Regions from separate parts of the Zea mays genome. Here region 1 is linked to region 2. A link is a contact called in public Hi-C data. All regions are on one chromosome and are shown on one strand. Each heading gives the region's core, a stretch centred on a gene start, on an enhancer-like site or on the middle of the called end of the contact. The rest is flanking DNA. Distances are from core to core; before and after follow the strand shown.

What was found. Hi-C and Micro-C count contacts between places; a contact is called where the count stands out from the background.
Region 1: a Hi-C map of leaf shows a contact between it and region 2, with 5 times the contacts expected there. The contact joins the promoter of LOC109944021 here to the promoter of LOC103646920 in region 2. A contact is called at or near these places in 2 of 25 Hi-C or Micro-C datasets (both in leaf).

Annotation. Positions count from the first base shown.
Region 1 is chr2:123,099,851-123,105,831 of Zm-B73-REFERENCE-NAM-5.0, forward strand. LOC109944021 (BCL-6 corepressor-like protein 1) reads left to right here and starts at 2,095. Exons shown (of 2, transcript XR_002267267.2): 1 at 2,095-3,085; 2 at 4,917-5,072.
Region 2 is chr2:122,648,901-122,655,541 of Zm-B73-REFERENCE-NAM-5.0, forward strand. It overlaps LOC103646920 (probable beta-D-xylosidase 7), which reads right to left and starts at 4,426. Exons shown (of 3, transcript XM_008671536.2): 1 at 3,981-4,426; 2 at 2,439-3,003; 3 at 757-2,347. The coding sequence starts at 4,382. The coding sequence ends at 987.

The sequences.
Region 1 (5,981 bases), core at 845-3,344, 450 kb after region 2:
ATATTTATATGAGACTAGCGCAATTTGAACGGATCAAATCGGAGTTAAAACGAAGGAGTTATGAATTTCCTAAGGTTTTATGTATTTTATATAAGATTAATTAGAAAATAAATTTTAAAGTGGCTTTCATGTCGAAACAGTGGCACTAATTGATAAACAATAATATTACAAAATTATAGGAACTGAAATGAATTAATTTGGAGCTAGAATGGATTTTCTATGAATTAAATAAATTATAGCCATTATTTTCATATTAAAATCCATTTCTAAATTCATTTCTCTGATTTCTTAATTCCCTGGACTGCACCTCAATTTCTAGAGAAGACAGGGGCGAAACTATCAATCACCCCGGCAGCACTTCTATTTCGGTTATCCCCCGCCCGTAGAAGCTGATTCGATTCAAAGATATGCGAACGAAAGGAACATCGAACACACGATATATGATTCGAGATGAGATTGCCATCCCAATAGGAATAGTCATAGGGAGCTACCAGACACCGGCCATACATATCCGAATGAGACGAACAAGCATTCCTCCGTTTTGGGTCACTCCCTTCTCAGGATACATACGACTAGAGAGTAGATACTTTACCCAACGGCCATGATGAGAGTCACAGAGGAGCAGCCATTCCGAAGTAAGAGCCTGACTAAGGCTTCCTTGCTCAGTGAGTAAGCAAGTCGTAAGACCCGTGCGTCCCCCCTAGTAAGACAAAAATAGAAGAGATGATAAAAAAGATAAAGAAGGAAAAGAGCATTTTTCTTTTCTTCATATCGATTCTACTAAATCTCATAGTTACTCTAAACTTTGAAGCTCAGCTCTGCTCCCAAAAGAGAAAGGAGACTGAGATAGGGGTTGTCCTTGGTTTTTCCAAGGAAAGGAAATTCTTTTGAGAACCTGATCATAGAGGAGCCATATGAAGCTAAGGTTTTTGGAATAGTGGTGGGCTGGTAATGTAATAAGGGAAAGGAAGCTAGCTGCTTCCATATCGCCCCCCAAAATAACCAATAAGTTCCAGAGGCATCTTACTTCAGCAGACTCAGACCGCGCTTGCCCAGGACCGAGGTGTAACACCCTAGGTGTTTATCGTCTGCTCGACCACGAGTGCGAACATTAACACGTGATAGCGGTGAATGTAAAGGTCACTAAATTTTAATCATCCTTATTTATCACGATTTTGATATCGTATCTGTCTCCATCTGTCTATATTGTACTAATTTATTTTGCAAAATTCAGACTTTAGTAATTTTCGAAACATCGAATCCAGTATCGTTTGGGTTGAGCCATCGACGTCTTGCCCAAACTCTAATCCTTGAAATCGAATCTGGTTCCTTATTTCGTTTGAAATTCTTTCACGCTTACGTTGCACGTGTCTCTCTGTGGCCTGACATTGTGACACGTGTGGCGGGCGCAACCCTGTGTGTGACAACGCACAGCTTCTCACTTACGTGAAAGACACGTATCGTCTCCGTGGAGGTCCCCGTGTGCACCTTATCTCCCTACCGCTATCCCTTTCGTTTATCCGAATCGGCCACCGATTCAACTCTTCACTACGTGCCGCGCCTTCCGTCACTCCGTTGTCGCATGTTCGACATGCTAGCGAGTGTAAAATTTGGGAATCGACTAATTTCATAAATCTGGACTGCGCGTGCTATTCGAGGAAAACACACGCAAAGTCGATAACCAAGGTTGGTTTCATCCTGCACGCTAATTATGGTAGAGAAATCCAAGTATTTGGTTGCGGGCGAATTTATTCGATCCGAGATAAATCAATGGAACAATACTATCTTATCCCAGATAAATTAAGTGGATCTCGACAACTAAAGTTTTTGGTGCAAAATAATTTCGTCTCCGCTTGTCAACTGAGAAATCGCGTCTGAGGATTTATAATTGAGATTTATTCGTCCAGTAAATTATCTGCTCTAAATTAAATCAAGCGCAGTTTGTACTAGTTTGACTAGTATCTTTTGTTTCTTCCGGTTACATCTCGCGCAGACCAAATCTGAGAACTAGATTATCTGTGTAAGTCTTTTGTAACAAAAATTGGAGAAAAGAGCAAAAATCTGAATTTCTTTTCTCCCTTCCACCGCCTAAACCCTCTAACTTATCCCCTTCGTGAAGCCACCATTCCTGGTGCCGATCTCATCCGCCCCATGCCTAGAAATTTTCGAAATTCTTCCACGTACTCAATTTTTGGAACCTCCCGTACGTCCTCATCACCTGCACAAGCCGACGCTCGTTCTCATCCTCTAGCCGCCGCCCTTGCTTTCCATGGCGGCGCTTCCAGCTCCTGGCAACAGCACCGCCCGCCCTCCCTGCTCGCGGTTCCTATTCCCTGGCGCTCGCCCTTGCCCCAGCCATGGACGCTGTCAGCCTCGACTTCCTCTGGCCGCGGCATCCGTCTTGTTCCCCGCTCCATCCATTTCTCCCTCCTATGGCGCACTCCTTCCCCTGGTCGCCCAAGGCCACGTCCTTTGCTCCTCCCCATAGCGTCTCCTTCTCTGGTTGCAGTTATGAAACAGCAGCTGCCGTTGTCCCTCCCTGGCTCTAGCTCTCCAAGCCGATGCTGCTCGCTGCCCCCTCTCCAAGCTGACGCCCCAACCAAGGCTGCCTCCCCCACAACAGCACCTTGCCCATGGCCGAGCTTGTCCCTACAGCGTGGATGCTATCGCCCTCCCCACGCTAGCAGCAAGCAGTGCCCTCCCCTTTCTGCAGCAAGTGGATGCTCCCAGCCCCTCCCTTGTTCCTATGGCCATTTCCAGCCATCTCCCATGGCCGACCCCAACTCCTCCCATGGACGCCGTTCCCTCCCTGCTCCAGTTTTCTCCATGGTTGCGGCCTTGTGGAACCACGCAACCTCTGCTGCTCCCATGGTGATCTCTAAATACCTTTGTTGTTTTACTAGTTCTTTGTTAATACCCCGCTGATGTGATGTTTTATGTGTGTTGATGTGTGCGATATGGAGTAAAATCCTTGGAGAATTAGGTGGAGAATAAGGTTAAGTTTAACGCTCCTTAGGTGTTCGATGATATGCTCGAACTGGTGGTCGTCTTCGTTCTTGCTGAAATCGAGTCGGAGCATGATGTGGTGAGCCAAGTCGTTTCTCCGACTACTTAGTTAATGAATGATTTGGTTATATAATTATTGTTGTAATGGTATTTGATGTATGATGAAATAATTTGGTTGTGTGCCATGATTTTTTTTGACGTCATGATTGGATAGTAGAAGTATTGTTTGAGGGGAAGTTTAGGTATTAGGTGCAGATTTTACGAGGAGTGCTTTAGAGAGTACATATGTTAAGTATAATTAAATGGATGTTATAAAACACAGAGTATGGTTCTGTTTAGGCAAGGAATGCTTTGATTGATGCGTTGGTAAGCTGTGGTTAACCAAAATAGGAACTAAATTGAATTTTTGCTGTTTGGACTTGTTGTTTGGACTGTGTTCAGTTTTAGTATGCAGGTAGTTTAGTGAAGTAAATCATGTTTTCTGTGAAAGTGTTATATATAAAAGTCGTAGATAACTTCTTTATCTTGCTTGTGCTAAAATTTCATGACCATAGGTCTTGTAGTTTAGAAGTTATGATTTTTCCAAGTCCAGTTTCAGAATCTGTCCAAATTTTATACAGGTTTCGAAAATTGGGTTGTTTGGCTAAGTTAAAATGAGAATCAGTCATTAGAAATTATAGGAGAATTGTAGTACTTTCCTTAGCCTTTCCAACAAATTTTGGATCACCTTTTTTAGTGATCTATAAATTAAGTTACAACTGTTTGAGTTAGGATCTCTGAATCTGTCCCTATTTGGACAGCAGAGCCTTTCTCATGTTTTCTGACCTTGATATATATTAAATTAACTTGGGATGTTCATAAATGAATTGTAGAGAATTCTATTAGCTTTCTAAAAAGTCTAGGATCACCTGATTTGGATGTCTGAAACTCCAGTTATGAATTTTTGAAGTAAGTAGTCGAATTCTGTACAAATCTGGACAGAGTTTATGTTTAGTTCTGTTTGACCTTTCTAAAGGTCGAATCTTATTGTGATGATAATACCAAAGGTGTAGAGGACTTTATAAGCTTTCGAGAAAGTCCTAGTTTACTATTTTTAGATGCATATTTTGTGAGTTATGAATAAAACAATTAACCATTGTGCTGCTGTCCAAAATCAGCAGACATTAAAATGATTTGCTTGAAATTTCTTTTGTGTAGGTAACTAGATTGGGTTAGTCCTTGGCTTGATTAATGAAGTATGGTAGTTGCAAATGGTTGTTTAGAGAAGTCGATGCTTTGCTCTAGTTGTCGTGTTCTATATTGAGTGATCGGTTAAATCCCGTAGATGAATATCGATCGTTTAGATTAATAATCCTGAATAGCTATTTATCGTCGTCCAAATCAGTTGAAGGTAAGCAGCATCGGTTGGTCCGCTTTAGTTAAAATCCAAAAGCTATTTAGTGGTCATCATCCATTAGTATTTTAGTTCTTTAGATTTAAAAAATGTGGACTTGTCAAAACTCTGTTATTTGATAAGGCTCTACTTGTTAGATTAAGTGGTGTGGTGCTTGATTTAGTCGATGTGCTATGCCTGATAATCTAGATTAGTAACTCTAAAATATAGTTAAAGTATTTCTATTCGTCACTTTAAGTTATAGGTATCCATGGTTGTTGTGTCTAAGTATTGTTACCCTTCGACATTATGCTTTAACTAAGTAAAGCATAGATCTTGTGATAAAAAAATATATAATGATTGAGTTAGATTGAGTTAAGCTAGAGAACATGATTATTGTGTCTGATTCTATAGACCTATTTAGTGCTTGATTATGAACATTTGTGAGATTTTGCCATTACGTCTCCTTTAATGTGACATTATTTAGTCTTGTTATTTCCCTGTATAATCATTCATGTGCATTATGCATATCATTCAGGTTCGTTAATTGATCACATGATGCGGACGACAAGAACCGAGTTGATCCCAAAATGATGCTGGTGAACGAACCCGAAGCTTGGATGATCTGGTCAAATACCAGGATGAGAGATGCTCCCCAAGCGGACGTCATCTAACAACACTGACTTAGTGTTATTCCAGGCAAGCCCCGGTGCATTTGTCACCCTCTTGTTGTTATAAAACTTTTATCACTTATATGTTGCATTAGGTGATAGGAGTTGTGTGAATAAACAGTTGATGCATTACCATTCCTTGGAATTCGATTACTATTCCTTGATACCTGTTTTATAAAGCGAACTAATGAGGCTTAGCCCTACTTAGAAAAACTAAAAGTTGTTTCTTTTAAAAAAAGAATGATGTGGAACACTGTTATGGGCTTTTTGTTTCAAAAATCAAAGCAAACTTATGGTGATGATTCGCCTTCGGCTGGAGTGGGTTCATCATTCGAAAAAGAGTACCCCTGTCGGGTACCAAAAATGGGAAAATGGTTGGAATAAATCTAGACCAGGCGCTGAGCAGGAAAGGTCGTCTGTTAGTGTCGATTAAGGACCGTTCCGATTGTTGGCCTACTAATCTAGGACCCTTTAACTGGCCACATGCCTCATCATGGGTAAGCTTAGCCTCGGCCAGACCAATACCAGAACAGCTCGCACGCACTGGGAGTGGAGAGATGGCGAGAGTAACGTGTGCCCACCTGGCAAGTGGCTAGATGGTGGGGTGTTGTGCTCTCGGGTCACGTGAACCCGTTCTGGTCTTGAGAAACCTGGTGGCGAGTTAACATATGCAAGGGTTAAGTGCTACATATGTCGTGTGGTTGGAGATCCCCAACTGGGTATTAATCGATTCGGATCGCCGAACTTCTCGGATATGAAGACTGGATCTTCGACCCTCATCGTAGATAACAAGTGAAACTAAAGATGCTAAAATGAAACTAGTGTAGGACAAGTGAATGCTCTAGATAAGGAAAATCTAGATTCAAGAAAAGTACTTAATTTGTGAAGTAAAAGTTTGGCATAAGGATCCACTACTAGTAAGCTTTTCTGCA
Region 2 (6,641 bases), core at 3,176-5,675:
AATGACCTTGTGGATGTTTTGGACATCATGATGTAGTAAAGTACATATTTCCGCTATTATTTTGAGCAATGTGTGATGATGTCCAATTATGTAATCGTTGTGTACGTGAATTTCTAATCCTGGCACATACATTGTTCGCATTCGGTTTGCCTTCCAAAACCGGGTCTGACATTCATGTAGACCGAGCCCCCGTGTTTGACAGGATGCCTAGAAAGCCAATGTTGTCATATTAGGTTATACTTCCAGAAAATATGTAAGGATCCATGTGCTTTTGGCTCACATCTGACACCTGGACGGTCCAGCCATGTGGTCTAGATGGTTCGACATGACAACCCACATGATCCGTGATCAAATTAATTTAAGATGAAGTCCTTATCTCTTGCAAGGTTATCCTAATATCTCACGGGATTTTGTTGGGTTCTATCTTGGAACGGGTCCAAGGCTCCCTCCCTAGGGTTACACCCGATTGAATGATCCATCAATTGAACTCAAATATCAATTTATCTTATTCGCCATATGCATTAGCCTTAGAAGTAGTTTTAGCCCTAATTGTAGTTTCTCAATCTCCAATTTTTGCCTTTCTTCGACTCTATATCGACTAGGGGCTTTGGGTGGCCTGTCGACGTGCCGCACGCTGACCTTATGGTTTGTTTAGTGATTGTCCAAAAAGACGCTAATATTCTGTTTCTCGAGTAAACGTCGCACCACATGTGCACATCCCCCACTTCTGTTAAGAGAACTCATCCAGGAGCGCGATTTTAGGGACCACCATGGTCCTAACAATAAATTAACTATATTCTACGCCTAACACATGATTACATTTGATAGATAAATATGCTTAATAATAAATCACATGTAAAAGCCCCAACATTTTGAAGAGGCAAATATGAATGAATTATAAATTACTTGACTTCTTGTGTTGTATGCTGAAGTTACCAACTTTCCCGGCGACACCTGTAAATTATAACGCTTTTCCTGTTACGGCATCAGGCTTCAAAGCTGATCTCCAACTCCTCCTTGCCAACCATGAGGAAATGAGACCCTCTGTCGATCACCTTCTTGCCGTCCGCCCTCGTCCGACTGAAGTGTTCGCACGGACTGACATGGAACCTGACGTTGGCCTTCTCCCCAGCTTTGATGTGCTGGCTCCTGAACCCTATCAGTTGCCTCACCGGCCGTCCATCCGTCGCATTGGGCCACCGGAGGAACATGAGCACCGAGTGCTTCCCGTCCATCGGACCGTGGTTCAGCACCTCGACCTCCGCCGGGAACTTGAGCTGCTCACACCCGACCGTGCCGATGTCATCGACGTGATAATAGCTCGTGGCGGCATGCTGGGTCTTCGCGGAAAGGTGGGCAAGTAGGCTCGTATTAGGGGCCAGGTTCTTGTCTCCTGTGACTAGCTGGCGTGAGAATTTGGAGTAGCTGAGGCCGTATCCGAACTTGTAGATGGTCTTGCCCCGGTAGAAACGGTAGGTCCTGCCGGGGTATCCGGTGGCCGGATCGGCACGCATTCGCATGTCCGTCATGGGCACCTTAGTGAAGTCCTCCGTGTACCACGTCACGGGCAGCCTGCCGCTGGGGTTGTGGTCGCCGAAGAGGACTCTAGCGATGGCAAGCCCTCCTGCCTGGCCCGGGTAGCCTGCCCACAAGATTGCGCCGATCTTGGGGTTCGACTGCGCGAACGTGATGTCCACGGGGCCGCCCGTGAGCAGCACAAGGACCACCGGCCGCTTCGCCGCGCTGGCAACGGCGGTGACCAGGCTCTGCTGCTTGCCAGGGAGCAGCAGGCTCGTCCTGTCCAGCCCTTCCTTCTCTTGATCCTGGCTCAGCCCCATGAACAGGAACACGTACTCCGCCGAGCTCGCCAGCGCGGCCGCCTGGCCCGTCGCGGCGTAGCCGCAGGCCGCGGAGCTGCAGCCGGCCAAGAACCTCACGTTCCTGACATAGCTCTGCAGCCCCTCGAGTGGCGTGGTGGTCTCGCACGCGGGGCCAAAGTAGTTTCCGCTTAGCACGAGCGGGTCGTTGGCGTTGTGCCCGATCACGGCCGCGGAGCCCACCGCGGAGCGGTCGAGTGGGAGGATGCCCGCGTCGTTCTTGAGAAGGACGATACCGTCCTGCGCCGCCTCGAGGGCGAGGTTCTTGTGGTCAGCGGTGCACACGTCCGCTGCTCCGAGACGGCCGTACAGCGCGTTGCCGCGCGGGTCGCCGTCGAAGTGGCCGAGCCGCATCCGCACGGCGAAGAGGTTGGTGAGGGCCTTGTCCACGTCCTTCTCCGTCATCTTCCCCTGCTGGATGGCGGCCATGCCGTGCTGCTGGGTGTACGTCCCGCAGTTCAGGTCCAGACCTGAATGAAATGATATATAAGCCAGGTTATATAAAAAGACTAGTACTAGTAAAACGTTCCCCGGCCAGCACCGGCCGGATGTTTAACTTACCAGCCTTGAGGGCGACGGCGACGGTGTCCTCCGGCGTGGGCTCGTACCGCTGCGCATCACGCATGATGGCCACGGCGTCGCAGTCGGAGGACACGTAGCCGTCGAGGCCCCAGGCGCCTCGGAACGTCTTGGTGAGCAGGTCTGAGCTGGCGCAGGCGGGGACGCCGTTGATCACAGTGTAGGCGCACATGACGCAGCTGGCCTTGCCGTCGACGACGCAGCTCTGGAACGGCGGGTTGAACGTGTCGGCCAGGTCCTGCAGCGTCACCCGGGCGTCGAAGTTATAGCGCGCCACGCCGTTCCAGTCCTCGAGGTCGTAGGCCGTGGCGTGCTTGCAGCAAGCGGAGGCCTGGAGCGGCGCGGCCGCCGCGCCGGCGGGGTTGCTCCCCTGGATGCCCCGGACGAAGGCGACGGCGTACTTGCTGGCCACCGCCGGGTCCTCGCCGGGTGTCTCTTGCCCGCGGCCCCAGCGCGGGTCACGGAAGATATTCACGTTGGGTGACCAGATAGTGAGCCCCTCCGCCTGTCCCAGGTTGTATAGCGCCCGGGCCTCCCGGCCGATGGCCTGCACGATACCATGCATGACAGGTGGAGATGAATATATCAAATTGTCACAATATTACCATGCATGGCATGCACGACTGTAGGACATGCTTGAATTGCACGCTCAACAAGTTTGGTGACTGCAACTTTGGCAATTGTTCAAGTTCGTAACCGATAGGTGTGAGTTGTACTGCTGTTCCCTCATTTATCGATCATGGAGGGTGCGGGTGCAAAGCAATGTGACAACGACAGGCACATGCGACCCTAAATGATGAACAGTACTGCGTCATTGCGTGGCATATTATTCAAACGCAGTAACCACATTGCTCTAAGGTACCTGCTTTCGGCTAATGATGATGACAACAGGATGCTTACTCTGTTCTTACACCCCAGTTCGCAGTAAGCATAACCATAGTTTTTTATTATTCGGGTGTTCGACCAGACCTCACCACCGAGCCCCACCGCATGGGCTGAGGGAAGCTCTAACAGTTGTATATATATTGGTTGGCAATTGGCATACCAATCAATAGATCGGAGCAGGCCGCCCAAACAAAAGCAGGGTCGTGCTCGATCTATCAGAGCGTACTGCACTAGGCCTGCATAGTGCGAAGACGCATATACCTTTGCAACCACAACATATCGTACTACACCTGCGACCTATCAGAGTCACATTCTGAACGTACCTAACTGTTACTCCACAGCAGGACCTATCGTGACGGCGTTAGTTACAAGTTACAACCACCATATTCGTGTCTAGGCATCCGCGGCGACTGAAGTACTAACCACCATTGTAGTGCCTAATCTATGTCAGACATTCACAGGGATAGACATGTTTGTATTACATACTGTAGAACTGAATATACGTGTGCATGCTTCAGTATCGATCTGCCCCTAGCTAGCCATCTGTGTTTCCAATACGTTTATTGACGTAAGCATATAGTGCAATGCATCCCCATACCATACTGCCAGGTATGTCAGGTAGAGGCGCGTATCGCATACCTGGCCGATGCGAAACCAGAGGCTCTCATCGAAGGAGGCGGTGGTGAGCAGCACCTGCGGGAAGCTGGTCACGGCGCTGACGGTGCCATTGAACCGCATGCCGTGGCCCCAGAAGGCGAGCCCGTGCAGGCCCTCCGACCACCACTTGTACGGAGGCACTCCCAGCCGCGGCACTCCCGCCGCTTCGTCCCCAAGCTGCGACACCTTCTCCGCCACCGTCAGCCGCGACACCAGGTCCGCCGCGCGCCGCGCCGCGGGGAGCGAACGGTCGCAGAAAGGGTAGGCCCGCGACGCAGATGACGGGCCGCACGAGAACATGGGGTCGCTCGCCACGGCCAATGAAAAGGACAGTGCAAGGAGCAGCAGCGCCGTCCTTGCATTGTGGGAGGAGAAGGTATTCATGGCGATCGAAGCAAGTACTTAGCGCGCGATAGGAGGGAGAAGACGTGAGGAGCCAAGGACCAGTGCCAGTGCGCTTATATAAACGTCCTCGCCCAATGGATGGCTGCCACGTTTTCCAGCTAGATCTTTTTTTCTAGTTAGAACCTTTCACATAAACGGATATAAGATCAATAATTTTTTATTTCAACTTTCATGTTTGGTTCCAAATAATCCGTCGATATATACGGTAGTATCTTTTACTGTTATCATCTCGGCAAATCAATCTCGGGTATACTCACGTATACACATTTCATCACCTAGTCGTAGTGCTTAAGCCATACATTGCCTGTTTTCAGTTAAATTAATCTTTCCTCGATTCACCAACTATTAGTGGCGTGGTGAAGTGTATGCCAAATCGTCCTTCAAAAAAGTGTACAAGTTAATCGGTGCGCGTTGGACTTACTACCTAGTGTATTTAATGAGAATTAGTATTTTCACGTTAGTATACAAAATCTCTATAGTGGCGGTCTTAGAGTTATTTTTATTTGTGTTTTTCAGTGCCGCTAGTTTTAGAGGCCAGTGTAAATTGATATTTCCGCTTACGGTTATTTTGGAACCGCCCGTTAAAATGTTATTTTCACTGTCGGTTTTTTAAAAAAAACCGCTAGTCAAAATAACATTTATACTGATGGTTTTCTTAAAAAACCGCCAGTGAAAATAACGATTCCACTCGCCGTTTTCTTAAATAACTGCTAGTGGAAAATGACATTTCTACTTACGGTTTGTTTAATATAACCGCCAGTGGAAATGCTATATTCACAGGTGGTTTTCTTAATAAAATCGCCAGTGAAAATAACATTTTCATTGGCCCTTCTCTTAACTAACTGCCAGTGAAAATGATATTTCTACTTGCGGTTTGCTTAATATAACTGCCAGTGAAAATGAATTTTCCACTATCGGTTTTCTTTATTAGACCGTCGGTGGTAGTTTCCACGCCCTTTTTCAAATTTAAATTTTACATATATTTACACACACAAACATATATATATATAGTCTGTATATTTGAAGTCCTGAGCTTCCAATAACTATAGGAAGCTCTGGCCCAACGGTACTGTCGGGGACCATAATTAGGGGTACCCCCAAGACTCCTAATCTCAGCTGGTAACCCCCATCAGCACAAAGCTGCAAAGGCCTGATGGGTGCGATTAAGTCAAGGCTCGGTCCACTCAAGGGACACGATCTCGCCTCGCCCGAGCCCAGCCTCGGGCAAGGGCAGCCGACCCCGAATGATTTACGTCTCGCCCGAGGGCCCCCTCAAGCAACGGACACACCTTCGACTCGCCCGAGGCCCAGCCTTCGCCAAGAAGCAACCTTGGCCAAATCGCCACGCTGACCGACCGTATCGCAGGAGCATTTAATGCAAGGATGGCCTGACACCTTATCCTGACGCGCGCTTGTCAGTCGACAGAGCCGAAGTGACCGCAGTCACTTCGCCGCACCACTGACCGACCTGACAAGAAGACAGCGCCGCCTGCGCCACTCCGACTGCTGTGCCACTTGACAGAGTGAGGCTGACAGCAGCCAAGTCCGGCCTCGGGCGCCATAAGAAGCTCCGCCTCGCCCGACCCCAGGGCTCGGACTCGGCCTCGGCCCCGGAAGACGACGAACTCCGCCTCGCCCGACCCAGGGCTCGGACTCGGCCTCGGCCCCGGAAGACGACGAACTCCGCCTCGCCCGACCCCAGGGCTCGGACTCGGCCTCGGCCCCGGAAGACGACGAACTCCGCCTCGCCCAACCCAGGGCTCGGAGTCGGCCTCGGCCCCAGAAGACGACGAACTCCGCCTCACCCGACCCCAGGGCTCGGACTCGGCCTCGGCCCCGGAAGACGACGAACTCCGCCTCGCCCGACCCCAGGGCTCGGACTCGGCCCTGGCCTCAGCCGACGGTCTCCGCCTCGCCCGACCCAGGGGCTCGAACTCGACCTCGACCTCGGAAGACAGACTCGACCTTGACCTCGGAGGAGCCTCCGCCTCGCCCGGCCCAGGGCTCGGACCGACCACGTCATAGGAGGGGCCATCATTACCCTACCCCTAGCTAGCTCTGGCTACGGGGAACAAGACCGGCGTCCCATCTGGCTCGCCCTGATAAAACAAATAATGATGGCGCCCCGCGTGCTCCATGACGGCGGCGGCTCTCAGCCCCCTTACGGAAGCAAGGAGACGTCAGCAAGGACTCGACAGCCCCGACAGTTGTCCTTCCGCTAGGCTCCAGCGCTCCTCC